Regions from separate parts of the Mus musculus genome. Here region 1 is linked to region 2. The links are chromatin contacts, called in public promoter capture Hi-C maps. All regions are on one chromosome and are shown on one strand. The core of a region is the stretch at or near the end of the contact, and the rest is flanking DNA. Distances in the headings are between cores, read along the strand shown. Region 1 holds the start of Slc15a2 (solute carrier family 15 (H+/peptide transporter), member 2). Region 2 holds the start of Pdia5 (protein disulfide isomerase associated 5).

Region 1 (5,271 bases), core at 2,304-4,803, 1.3 Mb before region 2:
TTTCTTTTATTATTTAAATCCCGAATTTATGAAGAGTTGATTTATTTTTTAATGTAGTCTTCAAGAATTTTAGCTTACTCCACAGTTACAAACAAATCTCTTTTTTTTTTTTTTTTTTTTTTTGGTTTTTTGAGATAGGGTTTCTCTGTGTAGCCCTTGCTGTCCTGGAGCTCACTTTGTAGACCAGGCTAGCCTTGAACTCAGAAATCTGCCTGCCTCTGCCTCCCAAGTGCTGGGATTAAAGGCCTTCACCACCACCCCCGGCACAAACAAATCTCTTATGCTTGATTTCAAAAACTTTGATCTTGACTTTAATATTTAAATCGTCAACCTATGAAAAATTAATTAATTTTTTTGGTATAAGGAAAAACTACTGTTCTCCATAAGCATATCCAAATGGTGTATTTATTGAAAGCGCTCTAACTCTCCACCTACCCTCACACTGCAAGATTACCTTTGTATATGTGGATCTTTCTCTGAATTCTGTTCTGCTCCATTGATTGTCTTGTCTATCTTTGTGGCCGTTCTGTTGTAATTAACTTCATAACAGGTATTAATTGGGTAGTTCAAACCCTCTACAGTTGTACTGTGTTATTCCTGGCTTTTTGAATTTTTGCTTGAATTATAAGAATCAAGTAGTCATTTTTTTTTTCATTCCTAAAACCTACTGGGATCTTTTGCTCCAGGTACAAGGGACTACTGACATTTTCATAATATGTACCTTCCAAATCATGATTATATCATGCCTTCACAAACTCAAGTCTTTCATTTTCTCTTTCTTCCACTAATGCTTGATATCTTCATGTTACTAAGTTTCATGATACTTCTTATGTTACTAAGATTGGTATTCTAAGTTCCCTTATCTATTTATTTGTTGCTGATAATTAAATACAATTTTGTGGGGGGCTGATTCTTATATTTTGGACATTATTAAACACAATTTATTTTTAATTTTATATTTGCTTCTCTGACAACTTATATTAGAGCTCATTTCTACAAATAATTGAAAAATTTACTCCATGCTGTCATAACACAGAAGCCACAAATATCCTTTTTTTTTTTGTCATTGATGTTTGATTCTGATATTCAGATTCTTCTATTATTTCTATTGTCCTTTTTTATCTCTGAAGGGTTTAATACTAATTCTATGTCAAAGATGTTTTTTCTTATGTATCTCTTGGACTTGTACCCTTCTGTTTCAGGCCGACCTACCAGAAACAAGAGTATAAGCAAGCATCTTAATATGCTATTGCTCTAGGTGATCCTTAGCATCAGAGAAGCTGAATTTACCTAAGGAATGCTTCAGATTTCTTATATCTCTGATATTATTTGACTCTGTGAATAAATGCTGTTATTGTATTGCCATTATCCAGAGATAAACTTCAGGCTTTGGGCTATGACTTAGTTGGTAGAGTGCTTGCTTAGCACTCACAAAACCCTGAACTGAGTTCAGTCTCCAGCACTACATAAACTTGAAACGAGTTGGCCGCTCATTCCTGGACTCCCAGCGCTCAGCAATGCTGAAGGTAGAAGTCGGAGGATCAGAGACATTCAAGGCCATCCTTGGCTAAGTAGGAAGATCAGCAAGACCTTGTCTTGCAAAAAGACAGATTTCATAGAAATTGGTTTGAAAACCAAAGTTCACGCTCTGGAGCCTGGCAACCGGGGACCTCTGGCTGTGCATATGGGTGCTACTTCATCTGTTCTTCTGAAGTAAACACCGTCTAGAAGTTCAAGGCCAAGGCAAGGGAAACCGGTAACTTAATAAGTCGACACTACGCTCGTGCCTCTACTAGGTAACCTGACCAGAAAGTTCTGCCTATTTTAGATTCAGTATTTAACTGAGTTAGGTCAGGAAAGGCAATATTTCCTAAAAGAACAACTACAGATTAATCATTAATGCTCCAGGCAGAAGTAAAACGGGATTATTCTTTGGGTAAAGGTTGGTGGAAGAGAAAATAGATGAAAACTACAATAGAACCTGAGAGAACCTGGTCAAAGTCCAAGTTAAAGTTTAGGGGGGGAAAGGTTCATTTGTTGAAAAGTCATTCAAACGGATAATGTACGAATTTTGCAAGAAATAAGGCCATAGAGTTTTCTATCCTGTTCCCCCTACTTCTCATTTTACTATTTTCTTAGTTAACATAGAAAATAATGCATTTTTAAAAAATTTCATATATGTATGAATTTTAATTTGCTCATATTCCTTCCCCTACATTGTCCTCTTTTCCTTGTTCTTCGTTCTCAGTTTCCTCTCTTGCATTCGCCAATGAAATCACTCATCTTGACATTGCCTGACTTGGTGGGTTAGTGCTCAGGGTGTAACCCCAAGGTGCAGAAAATGTCCTTTGTAGCCTTTGGCAATATCTCCCCCTTTCTTTTGTGCTTCTCTTACCTCTTTGGATTAGCAAAAGTAACACACCAAGGGGAGAAAGAAGGAAATGCAAGGAGACTGTGTTCATTCAGACCGCGTGACGCGCATGTGTGGAAATGTCACAGTGAAAGCCAATGCTTTTACATCAGTGATATATAGTACTACACTTTCAATTTTATATACATTCAATTCAATGTAGGGTATAATGTATCTATTGTCACAATGTGTATTCCAATTGCTTGTCTGACAAGGGACTGAGTATAGTATTCTAGCGTCGGAATAAAATCCACTGAAAGTTAAGAACATTTAATGCTTGCAATAATACCTAGAAAGCAACTGGTTCATAATTTTTTGCACATGTTAAATTTTATTTCTTAATGAATGAATGAACTGATTTTTGAAGAGATAAATTGAAAATACAGAAAGCGACTTTAGCAAGGGCCATTACCAACTCTTCTTTTCCCTGTCATTTTCTTTAACCTTGTATTTTTTACTTACAGGATTTTCTAGCTGAATGCTATGATGTTGAAAACCTAAGCCCGGATCATTCTTATTCTCAGATTCAGTTCTGTGATGACTTTCCTTCTTGTTCACAGCATTTTGACTTCCTAGCCTCCCTGCGTTTCCACTTCTGTGGCTTCCATACCTGCACGACTGACTGCTGATACCTGTCTCTGCTTTTCCTATCTGTTTCTGCATAGTGAAAATTCCAGATCTGCCACTTTACTGGCCCTGTGATTTTTAGATAAGTTTCCTGATTTCTTGGAACAATAATTGTGGTATAATAAAGATAGCAGTAAAATGTATGAAAACCAAAGGTATGCATGCATACATATATGAATAACGCATATACATTAACATGGCACATAATAAGTGCCCAATAATGGCAGATATTATTAATCTGAAATCAGCCTTCTGTGTTTACACTGTTGTATTCTTCCCGCCCCCACCCCCACATGCCATTAGAAATCAGATTCAGGACCTGCAGGGCATAATGTTCTACCACTGAGCTGTATGCCTAGCCAAGATGCTGCATTCTTGAGTACTATCTAGTCCTCATTTGCAGAGGTATTTTTCTCAAACAGATAACCCTAATCGATTCTCTAGCACTGTTTCTTCTCATCTCGTGACTTGTGACGTGTTGTTCTTACTTCCCCATGCCTTACCTTTGGCACAATCAGCGTGCAGCCCCTCTCTTTTCCTATAGCTTCAAGTTCTGCTCTAAGGCAGGCAGCCACTGAAACTGACACCCACAGGGTTAAACCTATTTGCTGTAGCTATCCCTCCTCCCCCTAGTCCCCCTTTTCACTGTAGGCTGGCAGCAGTCCTAGCTGCCTACTGAAGCCAAATGCTTGAGGAGAGAGAGAGTAAGGAGCCAGCCATGAATCCTTTCCAGAAAAATGAGTCCAAGGAAACGCTCTTTTCACCTGTCTCTACTGAAGAGATGCTGCCTGGACCTCCAAGCCCTCCAAAGAAGTCAACTCCGGTGAGTCCCAAAGTTCGGTTTGTCTCTGACAGTAATAGCATACGGAAGTCTTTTGAAGTTTCTCGTTGGCTGTTGGAACTTTGTGCTGAACTGTATTAGAGCAGAAAAACTACTGCTTTCATGGAATTAGAATTCACCTGAAAATTAATTCTAGACTCTTCTGTTTTGGGAAGGAAGCAACAGGGTGGGTTAGCCAGATTTTTTTTTTCAGTTGGGCCCCAGAGTTTTGCTCTGTTTCATTGCATATTCCCTGGGGGAGAAAAAGCACTTTGAATGTCCAGGGAGACTTGGCAAGCATTCCTGTCTGGAGAACTGTGTGTGATTGTTCTTTCCTTACCAATACCAAAACTCAGCCTTTAGTTTCCCTTGTGTGCAGAGCCTTCTTTTTTTGGACACCAAAAAAGCTTTAGAATAGACCCACTCTCTGTTACTAAGTGTCCCTACTTTAAAGTGGGAGGTTGGATAGAGGAACAAAGAATAATATTTTGTATTTCGTACTCGTTAAAGCACTTCCGATTGTATCGCCTTGTTCGATTCTCATATCATATTAAAATCCTCTTTGTAGAAAGGCTACAGTAATAATAACCAATTATTTGCTGAGTTCTTAGTATCAACCATGAGGTCAGTATGATTCTGATTTCCTTGAAGTAACAGAAATGAAACACAGAGCGGAGTACTGGTGTCACTTCAGTAAGGATTGCATGTTAATCCAATCAGTGAGAGTGTATGCCGCTAATGTTAAATAAACTCTATGTTACATAGTTCTCAGGATGAGAGCTGCAAAGGTAATAATTTCAACTCAGTGCATCTTTCAATCAAGTTGTTATCATGCAGTAACATGTATATAGAAAGGTGATTTATTCATATCCACATGGGTAAAAGGCAGACTAAGTTTTTTATATATAGTTTATCATATCTTGTTAAGGGTGGTTAGAGAGGTACATACCTGTGAAATAAGAGGTAATATAAATCTCATGTTAATGTTTGAATGTCTCAAAGGATAGATGATCTTTGTCCCCTTTCCACGTTAGTGGCGCTATTGTGTAGAAAGAGATTTAAAATAAAATGTGATATTTACTATTTTACATAATGCATGAAATAGCACAGTTACTCTTATGTACAGCTTGAAAATGAAAACCTTGTTGCTGGAGAGATGGCTCAGCAGTTGAGAGCACTTGCTGTTCTTTCAAAAGACCAGAGTTTGGCTCCTGGTTCCCAAGTCAGACAGCTCACAACAACCTATAACTCCAGCTCTAGGAGATCCAACATCTTTTTCTGGTCTCTGCAGGTACCCACATACTTAGGCTCTCACATATACAAACACATATGTACATAAATACAAATACAATTTAAAAGGAAACATTACGTAAGCATACTAGTAGGAAAGGTGGACACTTAATTTCATAGGATT
Region 2 (5,357 bases), core at 2,571-5,070:
CACGGACAGCTCAGGGTCTGCTTTCTGGTCAACATGGTGAGAACTGTGCTTCTCTGTGCTCTCCTGATCCAGAAACACTAAGTTAACACAAACAATACCTTCCTGTGAGGCATTTTGTCACAGGGACACAGAACTAACACAGGGAAGGATTTGGCTTTTCTCACAAGCTTCATTTTTGCAGATGGGAAAGAGACTCCCAGAGAAGAGTGTGAGTTGTGAGCTTGAAGTTGCTGAATGTGTTGGGGAAGCCATGCCTCCAACCTGCGTTTGAAATCTCTGAAGTTTCTTAACATGACTTCATAGAGCCATTCTCCCAGGCTGCACTAGAAACAGCCATGGCTCAGGTCCTGCCTGGAGCCCTGGAAGTGGGATGGTAAACAGGAAAAGAAACAGACAACAAATACAACTAAACATGGTATCCACTGGGATTGGTTCCTAGAACACCCCCATCATCCATATAGACACTGAACTCCAGGCAGAATGCCTTGTGTAAAACAGATGAACATTTGCACATAGCCTTGTCCACTTCACATCATCTCTACATTACTTATGTCACTTAATGCAATGCAAATGTTATGTAAATAGAAGTTCCACTTCAATGTTTAGGGGAAAATAACAAGGAAGAAATCTATGCAGGCTCAGTATGGCTAAAGATCTTTTTGCAGAATTTTTTAAACCCACAGTTGGTTGGATTTGTGAGTGTCAAACACATGGATAAAAACAGAATAAAAAATGCAGACCGGCCAGGCAGTGGTGGCACACGCCTTTAATCCCAGCACTTGGGAGGCAGAGGTAGGCGGATTCCTGAGTTCAAGGCCAGCCTGGTCTACAGAGGGAGTTCCAGGACAGCCAGGGCTGTAAAGAAAAATCCTGTCTCAAAAACAAAAACAAAAAAGTGCAGACTGTGGTCTGTGCAGGCAAAGCAGGGACAGAAAGCTAGGAAATTAGGAGGCTCAGGGAGGTTAGGGTGAAATTGCCTTTTATGGTTTGCTGTGGACAAGTGACAGAGGAGAGCTCTCAAGGATTAGAACGTGCCAGTCAAACAAAGGCCTGGAAAGAACAGGAGGTAGGAGCTGCTCCTGGGATGGGTCCCAGGAAATACTGCTATGAGTGACAGCAGCTCAACAAGCCAGAGTGGGACCAAAATCTGGGAGAGGTCTAAAGGGCAGACACAGGGCTGCAAGTCATGGAGGAGTTTGTTATTACAAGGCAGTGGTTCTCAACCTGTGGGTAGAGACCCCTTTAGGGGTTGGACAACCTTTCACAGAGTTCACATATCAGATATCCCTCATATTGGCTATTAACATTACGATTCATAACAGTAGCAAAAATTACAGTTATGAAGTAACAATGAAGATAACTTTATGGTTGGGGCGTCACTATAACATGAGGTACTGTATTAAAGGGCATGAGGCACTGTATTAAACAGCATTAGGAAGGTTGAGAACCTCTGGTCTAAGGGAAACAGGGAACCATTGGAAGGCTTTGGGGACATGACCAGCAAGACCTAAGTGACAATACCGTATGGATCATTAGGAATAGCAGGCACAGAGACTGCTGTTACCTTCACCAAGTGGGGCACACTAGTGACAGCAGGTGTGACAGAATGCCTGTATTTTGGAAGTAGAATTAACAGAACACAGTAAGGACTTAGATGGGTCTCTTGAGAAGGGGTGAGCCAAGAATGACAGCTAGGTGTGTATGGCCTTGAGACTTTAGCCTGACCGAGAGACGGAACTTGGAGCCTGCAGGTCAGGAGCAGCAATTGTTCCTGGGTCAGGTTATTCTGCATAGTCTTCCACCTCCACAAGTTCCATTTCAGCTGGCCTAAGGACTACATCAGCAGTCTCTACTTAAGATGCAACTCTCTGTTGGGCTAATTACCCAAGTCATCTTCATAATCAATAAAAGCAAGTGACTTAGGACACAGCCCTATCTCTGGGGACTTACCCCAAAGCAGCACATGCAACAATTTCCTGAATAACATTGATGAAACAATGAGATGGTTGCTACAATGTGGCAGTTAGCTCCCATGTACAATGTGATGGTTGCTACTGTGATGCTGTGAGCACTCCTGACACAAAGTGATGTAGGCTTGTGTGTTTGTTTACACACAGTGTTTCTGGAAGGCAAGACAGCTAAAGACTAACAATGGGTATGCACTAAAGGTAAGGAGTAGACACCTGGAAACTGGGGGATGAGAGAGGCTTTAGACAGCTGGCAACGTTTATTCAGGGAATATCTCCCAACTCCTCAATGTGCACTTCCTCTGTCCATTTTATTATTCTCCATTTGCATCCTTATGACGGAGTAGTTGTCCAACAAACATTCCTAAATGAAGTGACAAGCTGATGGTGCGCGTGACAAAGAGGATTCAAAAGAGGATTTTTTGTTTTGTTGTACATAAAAGACCTGTCTTATGTCTATGGGTGTTTTTTTTTTTTTTTTTTGTTGTTGGTTTTTGTTTGTTTGTTTTTTGGGTTTTTCGAGTCAGGGTTTCTCTGTATAGCCCTGGCTGTCCTGGAACTCACTTTATAGACCAGGCTGGTCTCGAACTCAGAAATCCGCCTGCCTCTACCTCCCGAGTGCTGGGATTAAAGGCGTGCACCACCCTACCCATATGTAGGAGTACCACAATCATATCTTGTGCCCTTGGAGATCAGATACCCTGGAATTGGGGTTACAGGATGGTTGTTAGTTGCTATGTGGGAGCCAACAGCAGCAAGTGCTCCTAAATAATGTACCCATTGTCCAGCTCCCATTTTACATTTTTTGTTCAGGTAATTAGCATTCATTTAACATCAATTAACTATTTAAATGATACAGTTTGGTGGCATTTAATACATTCATAATGCTGTGCTGCTTCCCCTTTTATCTAGCTCTGAAAGATTTTCATCCTCATCAATGGATTTCTGAACTGAAATTCCTTTCCTCCATTCCCCAGGTCAGAGTAATCTGTTTACACAAAATGCAAACAAACAAACCAAAAAAAAAAAAACAAAACCAAAACCATTTTTTCCAATTTTTGTATATTTTATATAAATGCAATCATACAATATACAACATTTTGCATTTGGCTTTTTAAGAATCAGCATCATATATTTTTGATATTTGTTAACATGGTTGTGTGAATTTCTTTTTATTGGATGAATAGTATTCCGTTGTACCGGTGTATATCACATTTTCTGTATTTGTCTTTTGAGGATATTTAGACTCACTCTTTCTTTCTTTCTTTCTTTCTTTCTTTCTTTCTTCCTTTCTTTCTTCTTTGACTATCATAAACAGCGCTGCTAGGAACATTGGTGTGCTAGTACTACTTGAACACACTTTTCGATTCTTTTGAGTATATGGTTAAGGAGTAAGGGGATAGTGTGGTGATCTATACTTAATATTTTTTGGGCTCTCTAAATTGTTTTCCCGACACCTCAATAATGTTTTGTCAAGGGGAAAAAAAAAGCCTCGGGAGCAGATGGCATTTTCCATCCTCCACAGGCCATCATAGACTTTACAATTAGTACCTACAGTCAAATGACTGGAATTCTCTGGGTTGCCTGCTAATCCTCGGGGTGGGGAAACTAACTTCTGGGGGCAGAGTGAGTTGTTGGTTCTGATTCTGCGGGCACAGAGCAAGGCTCCTTAGTGAACAACTGTCCCTACTCCCCAGCCTCCCTGCCCCCCATCCTCACAGCTGCTACTCTGCGTCCTCAGGCAAAGTCCGAGGCAGAGGCATCCCGAGCTTCTCGTGAACTACAACTCCCGGCAGGCTCCTTCCCGGGCCGCCTCTCCTAGCCTGGTGCGCATGCTTTGGCAGACGTGGCACCGGGAACTCGGAGGCGGGGAGCGGCTGTGAAGTGGCCGTAGCTGTTGGCCGAGGTGGAGCTGGCAGGCGTGCGCGGGAGCCGGGTGCAGACGGCAGGAGGCGGCGGGGATGGCGCGGGCGTGGGGGCTGCTACTGGCGATTGGGGTGAGGCTGTGGGCCGGCGACACGTGCGTCCCGCATGGCCGTGGGAGCGCGCGGTCCGGGTTGGTTGGGGGCGTGCTCGCCGGGTGGCAATAGGGTCTTTGGTCCTCTGCTCTCCACTGGGGCCGGGCCGGGTGATCCCTCTCTCCGGGTTCGCGCTCCCGCACAACTTTGCGGGGACGCAGGTCTGGGATGTCCTTAGCCTAAGCAGGACTCCCCGGGCGGTGCTTGCACCTGTGTGAGTGTGGGGTGGAGGCTGCCTTCCACTTGCGCAGCAGGAACACTTGCTCGTGGGTTGGACCCCCGGAGAAAGGGCGCGTGACGGGTTGGGTGGGGTCACCACCTCCAAGAGTTCTGCTCCCACGGTGATGCCGGCTCCAGCCCCGGCCACTTTCGAGCTGTGTGTGTGGCGCCCTGGATCTGTAAACGTGTCTGCGTTCCTTCTATGAGATGGGAAACCGTAAAGATACCCGCTAAGGAGGTTGTCAGACGGGTCGGCTGAGGAGTCGGTGGAACCAGCTCCGGAGACTGCAAAATGATACCGGAGTGATACAGAAGTGGAGGAGGGGTGAACCGTGGTGCAGACTATGTGGGGATGGGAGGACTTTCCCGAACAAGCATCCCCCGAGAAGAAGTGGGGACTGGGGACGGGTTTGCCCCTGGGGCTGAGGTGTGGTTGTGGGTGTGTGACAGGATGTAGTTGCCTTCTTCCACATCTCTCTCGTAACTTCTTGTCTCCCTTGTGTTGGGTCCATCTCCTTATGGCCACCGCCACTATCACCAAGTTCGGAAGACTTACTTGCCCCTACCACTCCACTGTTTTCCCTTTGGGTGTGGCAAGGATGCTGGGCAGATGGGGGGGGGTGTGGTGGAAAGGGAGGGGTGATTAGATCTAAACGCTTGAACTCCGCAGTGCCCTGTCCTTTGGGATCACCAGTTAAAGGAGTGACATCGAGTTTTCTGTTATGTGGAAGAAGGTGTCAAAGGAAGCTCCCTGTTCCCAGTTCTGCATCCTCCGTCTAGGAGAGATCTAGTAGGTTACCGCGAAGCTTTGGGGTGCTGGTGGTGTGCCATGATGTTTGACATAAGTTTCCTGGAGCCAGTTGGGCTGACTCCCATCAGGATGTCAGTCCTTGAACTCTGAGGGAGGAGGGTTTTGCTTTCTTCCTTTTTCCCTCCCTTCAGTAAAAACAAGAGCCCAGGGGACTGACCTTTTACTCTGTAAACATTTATCAACCACATTGTTTGCCACCGGGTTGAATTTTGGGTGGGGAGCAAACTACACTCTGCGCCTGCCTTCAGGTGTTGCCCTCGGCTGAACAGCAGTCAATCCTGTGAGCAAATACTGTTCGAAGGACAAGAGCTAATACCCTAACTGCTGCCAGCCTGCCACAGG

The links. Promoter capture Hi-C pulls out the DNA fragments that hold promoters and counts their contacts.
Region 1: a promoter capture Hi-C map of hippocampal neurons shows a contact between it and region 2, with 2.4 times the contacts expected there. The contact joins the promoter of Slc15a2 here to the promoter of Pdia5 in region 2. A contact is called at or near these places in 4 of 39 promoter capture datasets (the 3T3-L1 cell line, 3T3-L1-derived adipocytes, hippocampal neurons and 1 more) and 1 of 9 other capture datasets (embryonic stem cells).

The regions. Positions count from the first base shown.
Region 1 is chr16:36,783,244-36,788,514 of GRCm38.p6, reverse strand. It overlaps Slc15a2 (solute carrier family 15 (H+/peptide transporter), member 2), which reads left to right and starts at 3,553. Exons shown (of 22, transcript NM_021301.3): 1 at 3,553-3,860. The coding sequence starts at 3,723.
Region 2 is chr16:35,489,336-35,494,692 of GRCm38.p6, reverse strand. It overlaps Pdia5 (protein disulfide isomerase associated 5), which reads left to right and starts at 3,820. Exons shown (of 17, transcript NM_028295.1): 1 at 3,820-3,964. The coding sequence starts at 3,929.